3 separate regions of the Mus musculus genome follow, and regions 2 and 3 are each linked to region 1. A link is a contact called in public Hi-C and Micro-C data. All regions are on one chromosome and are shown on one strand. The core of a region is the stretch at or near the end of the contact, and the rest is flanking DNA. Distances in the headings are between cores, read along the strand shown.

Region 1 (2,700 bases), core at 174-2,673:
GTCTGAGCTACGACTCTGTCCCAGATGACTGTCTTAATTGATTTGTCCTTTGTGTATCTGTGCCTCAGTTTCCCTCCTAGAACATGGAGGGGAAACCAGATCTCAGAAAGCCAACCTGTGCCACCATAGACAAAAACCCCAGAACAGCCTTAGTTCTGCTCTACCACAACCCCATTCTGCATGCTGGATGTCAGATCAGCTGTGTGGAGGGGCCCAGGCCCCCATTTGCCTTACACCCATGGGCACCCCGCTCAAGTCCTAGCCCAGCCCCAAGGCGGCTCATCTCAGCACTCTAGGCCACCGTGAGCACAGCGGCTGCTCTTGCCCCTCAGGCGGCCAGGCTGAGCAGATGGCAGGGGAGGCAGCGGGCTGTCAGCTGCTGTTATCTCTTGCTGATGACACGGAGTGTAAATTTTGTTGGCAACACTCCCTCCTGCCTCTGCATGCCACCAGCTTTAATCACTGTAATTGAGTTATAATGAATGATTGTGCATTCACATTGTCTGAGCCAGGCACAGCCGGAACAAGCCAGTGAGCTGGGCGGTCCAGGCAGGGATCTGCACTACTCACAGAGGGGGCATTGCCTCCCTCCGGGCCTCAGACTTGAGTCCCGGGCTTTGCCCGCCTTCAGTTTTCTTCCCCAGTATGGAGGTGGCTATCCCCACAGTGTGTGCATACCTTGTGCTTTACTGTATTATCAATTTGAAATGACAATGAATTCAGACTGTGGAGAATTGGGGAGATATAGATAAACAAGAAGAAAAAGAGTGACAATGATAGAGGCCACTGTGTCCCAGACACAGGGTTATAGTCAAACTGCTGTCCTCTTCATTTTGGTATTCTTTCAGAGTTCATGGCTTTAAAAAAAAAAAAAATTCATTTAAAAAAAAATAGAATCTCTAGCCCAGGCTATTCTTGAACTCACTATGTAGCCAAGGATGACTCTAACATCTCTGTTCCTCTACCTTCCAAGTGCCAAGATCATAGGCATGTACCATTACCTTGGATTTATGCCATGCTGGGGGTGCAGGGGGATGCTAGGCACATACTCTCTGAGCTACAGAGTCAGCCTTTAGATGTCTGTTCTGCTTTGCTTTGCTTTGCTTTGCTTTGCTTTGCTTTGCTTTGCTTTGCTTTGCTTTGCTTTGCTTTGCTTTGCTTTGCTTTGCTTTGCTTTGTTTTGTTTTTGAGACAGGGTTTCTCCGTGCAGCCCTGGCTATCCTGGAACTCGCTCTGTAGACCAGGGGAATCTGCCTGCCTTTGCCTCTCAAGTACTGGGACTAAAGACATGCTCAGACTGCCCAGCTTTTCAGACTTTAAAAAACATGAGAGGAGTTACAGTTGCTGCTCTCCCCCATACTGCTGTAGTGAAGTCTGAGTGAGTCCTCATCACAAGACCTATTGCACCAACTCTGCTGTGGGAGGGGCACTCTCCAGAGCTGTCAGCCTAGGCTCAGAGGCTGTGTGTCCCGCCCCCTCCTACTTCACACAGCTGGAAGGCTGGCTGCCCAGCTGCAACCTCTTGCTGAGCCTGCTTAGGGTAGGGCACTCAGCATGCAAATGACAAATGACTCTGCTCTGAAACATTAGGCATTTCTCCCTCCGCACTTTCTCCAGACCCCCTCTACACAGAGAAGCAAGAGCTTAAGGTTTATCTCTTCCAGGAAACCAGGGGTAATGAGCATCCCCGAGTTCTGCTGCCGCTGGCTGAGTTGGAGCGCAGCTGTGATGGTTAATCTCAGTTGACAACTTGACAGAATCTAGAATCACCTGGGATGGGCCTCTGGGCATGACTAAGGGGAATTCTGTTGATTAGGCTAATTGAGATGGAAAACCCTGCCCACTGTGGGTGGTACCATTCCCATGAGCTAGGATCCCGGACTCTATAAAAAGGAGAAAGTGAGCTGAGCCCCAGCCTCCATTGCTTCCTGACTGCAGGTACAGTGTGACTAGCATCCATTGCTCTCTGCTTCCTGACTGTAGATACAGTGTGACCAGCTGCCACTCCGGCTTCTTCATGTCTCTTTTGTCATCGTGAACTATAACCTGAAACTGTAAGCTGAAATAAAGCCCTTTTCCTTTACATTGCTTTTTTCAGAGTTTCTATTTTTTAATCAAAGTCACAGGAAAAGAAACTAAGACAGGGAGGGCCCTACATAATTTGCTGTTCCATCTGTCGGGGAGGGTGAGAGGATCTTTTTAAGGTGTCCTTTCAGCTCTGACACTATACCAATAGCTGATGCCACTTCATTACATCCAGAGACTCAGTGATGACAAGGGACAGAGCAGTCACCAGAGACTGGTAGGGATTACCCCCAGGGGACAATGGAGGAAAGAAAGGATATGAATCTCTGTGCCAGGCCATGGTCCTGTGGGGCAGATCCTGGTCACCCTAATATGAGAAGCAGTGGGCTGGAGGCCAGCAGACAGGATCACATGCAAGCTCCACATGGCTCCTTTCCATATTTGCCCAGAGCCTGGGAGCTCTGCTCTACAGTGATGAGCTCAGAAGTCAGAGGTCACCTGATGCGTTTTCCACTCTTCCCTGTAGCAGGGTTTACCCTTCTCTCCCTGGCCCACCCCACTTTCTCTGTTTTTTCTGTTTTTGTTTAGTTTTGTTTTTGAGACGGTCTCCTGCAATCCATGCAGGCCTTGAATTCACTCTGTGAGTGCTGACCATTAGCTCCTGATCCACAAGTG
Region 2 (2,700 bases), core at 101-2,600, 140 kb after region 1:
AGGTGCAGATCCTCAGGTCTCAAGGGGTTAAATGAATTTCTTGACTTTGGATTTAACAGGGGTCTAGGGGTACAACTGTTTTACCTTGAGTATCATATGGGATAATGACATGTGATATACAGACATACCTAGAGACAACTGCCACCTGGGACAATAAGCAGATGGCAAATACCAAACTCCTACATAATCAGAAGGGACCATCTAGTCCATCCCTTAAGAGAAACAAGGCCAGAATCTCATAACTTTTTGGCAGAGTTGAGGCTGTGGGACCCAGCAGAAATGAAAATCTTGGAGGTAGAGAGTCAGGAGGCTTGGAAGTGACCCTCAATGGCTTGTCAACTGTGTGAGCTTGGGTTAGTCCCATATCCCCAGGTCTACACAGCCTTGCCTGAGAAACAGCAGTTCAGGTCTTGTCCTGTTGAATCATTGCCTGACATGAGCACTGGCCAAGAGTTCCCAGCCTAGGGCGTATAAAGGACCCCGGTTCACTTTGATTTAAGTGGCCTGTGCCTTCCCCAAGTCCCAAGCAACCATCTTCAGAGGTTTCCCTCAACTCCACTGACCTCTGTTTGACCACTCTGCACTCCAGAGGAAGAAGACATACAACTCCTAGCTGTGACTGCCTTAGCCTGGCATTGCGAGTTCTGTGGAGACAGACCCAGGAGAGGGCAAATTGTCTCACCTGGTGACTGTCTGGGAACAGGCATGGAGCCAAGCTCAGTCCTGTCCCCATACTTTCTCCATGAACTTAGTCCTCTGTGCAGTTTGTGAGAACTACCCTGTCTATTCCACAGGGAAAAGAGACAGAGATACCAAAGGCCAAGGTCATGGAATCAGAGTTTGAATTCTTGGGTGGCCTAGGCCTGGATCTCCATCTTTCTACCAGCAGAGATGGTGCAGGAGTTGGGGGCTGGGGCCTCTGCCTTTGGAGCCCTGTTTATATCAAGAGGCTTTTGAGCATCTGCCAGCCAGAGCTTCTCGTACTGACAACTGGGGGTGGAAATGACAGGTGGGATCACCTGGTAGCCTCGGGAGAGGGCAAGAAAGGCACTGGGGACAGGAGAGGACATCCGCGGAACACCCTGGCATCCCTTTCCCATACTCTTGTCCTCACGGTTGTGTGCATTTTTTCCTATGCATCCAACGCCCCGTGGGTAAACCTGTCCTCAGCTTCTTCATCTAGACCCTTTTGAGCATCAGGGCTCAGGAGGAGCACGGGCCATCACTCCCCTGCCTTATAAGGAACAATGATGCCCTCTTATCCCATTTGCCACCCTCCCAGGGCTGCCAAGATGAGGAATAGGCGTTGATTGAAGCCACAGCAAACCGGGCCAGAGCTGCCCACGGTGCAGAGAAACAGGCGCTGCTCTGAAAGCACATTCTGTTCTCTCGTCTCCTCTCTAATGAAAACCCTCCTGTAATCTGCTGGTGCCGGGCACTGGAGCATGAATTATTCAGAGAAGTCTCTGTGCTACGTTATCTCCCCTCCCCCGGGACGCCCCTACCATTGTCCGCCCTGATGGGTCATTACGCACTCTGTGAATTTAATCTTTTAGGCTATCCACCGCACAGGGGGAAAAATGTATGAATAACAATTTTCCTGTAATAACCTTCAACTAACCTTTCAACCAGACTGAGTCATTCCCGTCCTATTTTCGCATCAAGAGGAGTCAAAGGCAGGCAATTACCTCTTATCTGTTTCCAAGGCTGCCCCCGCCCCTGCTGCACCCTTAATTTTTAAAGGGGTGTTGAAGAATGTGGTAGGAGCCAGGAAATGAAGGAGGCGGGAGGGAGGGCTGCGAAGGATTGCACGGTAAGAGGCAGGCGTGGAGATGCCAAGGCCAAGTCTGAAGGAGGAGTCTTGAATCTCAGCCTTCCATTAAGGACTTGGGATGTGACCTACCCGTGTCCCATAACACTATCAGAGTTTCCTCTCACAGGCTAGGAAGGCTGGTTTTCATTTCTTACTAAGACGGGTGTCTCCCGGGCCCAGAGACTTCCACAGATCTCTTCCAGGTATGGCAAGGTATGGCAGATTCAGAATTCTGACTCCTAGCAAGAGATTTTGGTCATCATGCTGCTGACATGGGAGAGTGGGGGGGGGGGGGGGAGGCAGGTCTTCGTTCATCCACCAGAGATGCCTCATTTACCTTAAGCTCTCTGCAAGGCAAACACATGGAAGAACCTTTGGTAAGTCTCTATTCTGAGCCTGGGAAGAGCAGGTTGTCAGTAGAACAGGATAGGAAAAGAGTCGGTTCCAGTCAGTACCGCCTGGGTCAGACATCTTCGTGAAGCTTCCCCTAACCATTTCTCCTGCTGTAGTTCCCTTTTTGTTACTATGACTTGGATCAAAAGAAACTCAGAGGAGGGGAAGGTTTCTTTCAGCTTACAGGTTGCATTCCATCATGGAGGAAACTCAAGGTAGGAACCTGAGGGCAGGACTTGAGAACTTAGAGCTGAAGGAGTATAGCAGAAACCATGGAGAAGTGTTGCCTTCTCATTCATAGCTAGCCTTCTTAGACAGCCCAGGACCACCTGCCTAGGGAATGGCACCGCCCACAGTGTTGAAATACACACACACACACACACACACACACACACACACACACACACACACACCACACCACACCACACCCATGCATATAAATACCTAACAGCCAAGACAATGCATACACACAGGCCACTTTGATGAGGCTACCT
Region 3 (2,700 bases), core at 84-2,583, 180 kb after region 1:
TGAGACCCACAGGTTGAGAACGGCTGACCTAGAGGGAGGCCTGCCTTCCATATAGATAACTTAGCTGAGCTCCACCTCCGTAGACCAACTCTGGCAGTCAGGAGCTGGTGGGGACCAGATAGAGCAACCCCCTACCCCTACCCTAGTGTCTGTGGAGATGTTTCCCTAAGCTAGGGCTGGGGCAGAGCTGGGAAGTCAAGCTTTCCTCCTCTGGATGCTCAAAGATCCCAGGAACAGATCCATGGAGGACCCAGAATGTACTGGGAAAGAAAGAAGGCTATTTGAGCTCACCAGGCCTGCTAAAATGGAGGACCACAGGCTGTCAGTGACAGAGGAAATCAGTTTCCTCCAGGTCTGGAGGCCGCCATCCACGGTCAAGAGAGGGCAGGCTGATGTCTTCTGAGGCCTTCTTTCCTGGGCTTAGAGATGGCTATCTCCTTCCTGTGCCTTCCCACTGTCCCCTCAACCCCCACTGTAAATACTGTGTCCTAAATTCCTCCTCTTCTAAGGACACAGTCTTACTGGATTAAGGTTTACCTCAACGCCCTCTTTTTACTTCACCGCTATAAAAGCTGAGCCCAGATAGAAGTCCTGAGGTCTAAGGAGTCGCTGACATATGAATCCGATAGGACATAGTTCAATCCACTCTAGAGACCCAGGGGTTGATAAATGTACTTCTTGTGTCTCTGAGACAGCCGGGACCTCAGCACCTGTAAACCCACCCAGCTACAACTCACTGAGCGAGCGCATTGCTGACCCTTTGAGACCCCCCACCCTCACTACCCTGGCAATAACTGTTCTCCTGAGTCAACAGCTCTCAGGTTCCAGATTACCTCTTGGTAGGGAAGCCACTGAGGGTAAGAGAAGACCCCTGCCCTGACTCTGAGCCCCTCAGTAACGGGTCCTCCTCAAACCTGAGCTTATCAGCCCATGGCTAGGATCCCGTAACTTGGGATGACATTCTCAGAGCACTTCCGGAGCGCTCGGCCTCCTTTCTCAACAGGCAGAGGGGACTTCTGGTTTGCTGCTCATGGGAAAAAACAACAACAACAACAACAAAAAAAAAAAAACCACAAAAAAACCCCAAGAAATTCCAGTAAGGGATTAATGACTTAATTATAAATGCAGTTTGGAAATGTAAAGGTTATTAAGGAGGGAGAGAGATGCATGCTAATAAGAGACACGCTATTAACAGCAGAATAAAGATCCATTGTTGGCGCCACCATAAAGTTTTCCAAGTTTGGTAATAAAAACCACCTGGCCTGCACCAGGCTGGCTGCCATGGTGACGCACCGCGCTCTGGATCCGGCTAATGAGGCTTGTCTGCCGGCCTCTGATCATGCTCCCTAGGGGGTTTAGGCTTCCTGGTAAAATTGGCCCACAGGCCTCAAACCACTGCAGAGACAGGCAGGCCCCCAGCTTCTCAGCTACCGCCCACTGGGCCCTGAGCGCTTTGAGAGTCACCAGAAACAAGCCATTCCTGTTCCCACAGGAAACTAGCAGGCTGTTCTAAGCTGTGTGACCTTGCCCCTGTTTCTCAACCTCTCTGAGCCTGTTTCCTCATCTGCAAAGCGTGGAGATCTTACATCTGGCTCTAGGGAAGAGACACACACATGTAAAGTACCTCACACAATCATGGGACCGTCTTCAGAGGCAAGAGCACCAGAGCATCTCCTTCCAGTAACCCCACTCTAGCCTACTTGTCTCAGGTTACCTGGCAGCCCCACCCCTAACTGTGTCTGACCTCATTCACCACAGTGTGCCCCGGCACCCTCCCAATTTGGGCTCCCACATTCTTGAGGCTCTTGTAGATGCCACTCACACAACTCTGGCTGACCTCAGCTTAGGACATCTCTGGACAGCCCTGGCCCCACCCTGGGCTTGGTCATGGAACTTCACTTTGTGCTTCCTAACAACTGTAGAAAGATGGATGGCAGAGGAATGAGGAAAGGCTGAGGGGAAACTGCTGTGGCAGCTGGAATGGGCTGGGTCTGAAAAGTCTACTCCAGGCCCATTCCCTGGAAGCCTCAGTGTTCTCATCTGCAAAATGGCAACAATACTCCCTCTGGAAGACTTCCATGTGGGAAAGCTCTCACCAGCACAGGTTTTCAGTAAGGGCTCCTAACCATTGTTCTTTGTGTGTGTGTGTGTGCTCCAGGCAAGGGGCATGTGGGAGTAGGTATGCATGTTAGCATGTATGTGCACATGATGCAAACGCCTGCGGTGGACGCAGCTAGTTAGCTTGCTCCAGGGATAGGCTGCCTCTGCCTCCCTCCTGCTGGGATTGCAGGGGTGCTGCTGTGCACACTGAGCACTTACATGGCTGCTGGGGATTCGAACTCCCGTCCTCATCCTTGTGCAGCAAACACTTTCATCAGCTGAGCCACCTTACAGGGAAGTGGGGACAGGAGGAGCAGGGGAGGGAGCTGGCTCATCTAAAAATGGGGAAGGTAATGAAGAAATCTCCATCTAATTAGACGGGCTGCAGTTTTAATCAGACAGAGTTTCTCTGGCAAAACCTGTTTGCATGTTTTCTGTCATTCAGCCAATGTGTTAATTAGGCAAATAATATTAATAATGATATTCACTTTGGGAAAGTTAAGAGGGGAGGAGAAGGTGGAAGTGACAGTTTGGGGCTGAGCAGCCTGGAGCAGGGAGGGGTGTTTAAACTCAGAGGCAGCAGAGAGTAGAAGCAAGGGG

What was found. A called contact is a pair of places that touch in the nucleus more often than the background predicts.
Region 2: a Hi-C map of the N1E-115 cell line shows a contact between it and region 1, with 2.9 times the contacts expected there. The contact joins two enhancer-like sites. A contact is called at or near these places in 1 of 484 Hi-C or Micro-C datasets (the N1E-115 cell line), 3 of 115 datasets of contacts at active chromatin or transcription factors (bone marrow-derived dendritic cells, embryonic basal ganglia and embryonic stem cells) and 1 of 9 other capture datasets (embryonic stem cells).
Region 3: a contact with region 1 is called in a Micro-C map of muscle stem cells, with 6 times the contacts expected there. The contact joins two enhancer-like sites. A contact is called at or near these places in 5 of 484 Hi-C or Micro-C datasets (embryonic stem cells, muscle stem cells, nephron progenitors and 1 more) and 2 of 115 datasets of contacts at active chromatin or transcription factors (double positive thymocytes and embryonic stem cells).

Annotation. Positions count from the first base shown.
Region 1 is chr9:61,433,843-61,436,542 of GRCm38.p6, forward strand. No RefSeq gene overlaps it. Among named protein-coding and RNA genes, the nearest start is that of Gm34322, 7.5 kb to the right of the region's middle. Within about 2 kb of position 1,424, at least 131 of the 459 cell types and tissues checked have an H3K27ac peak or open chromatin away from gene starts, as enhancers often do. A contact at or near this core is called in the N1E-115 cell line, embryonic basal ganglia and muscle stem cells, where this site is marked.
Region 2 is chr9:61,572,426-61,575,125 of GRCm38.p6, forward strand. No RefSeq gene overlaps it. Among named protein-coding and RNA genes, the nearest start is that of Gm39350, 22 kb to the right of the region's middle. Within about 2 kb of position 1,351, at least 65 of the 459 cell types and tissues checked have an H3K27ac peak or open chromatin away from gene starts, as enhancers often do. A contact at or near this core is called in the N1E-115 cell line and embryonic basal ganglia, where this site is marked.
Region 3 is chr9:61,617,333-61,620,032 of GRCm38.p6, forward strand. No RefSeq gene overlaps it. Among named protein-coding and RNA genes, the nearest start is that of Gm39350, 23 kb to the left of the region's middle. Within about 2 kb of position 1,334, at least 79 of the 459 cell types and tissues checked have an H3K27ac peak or open chromatin away from gene starts, as enhancers often do. A contact at or near this core is called in muscle stem cells, where this site is marked.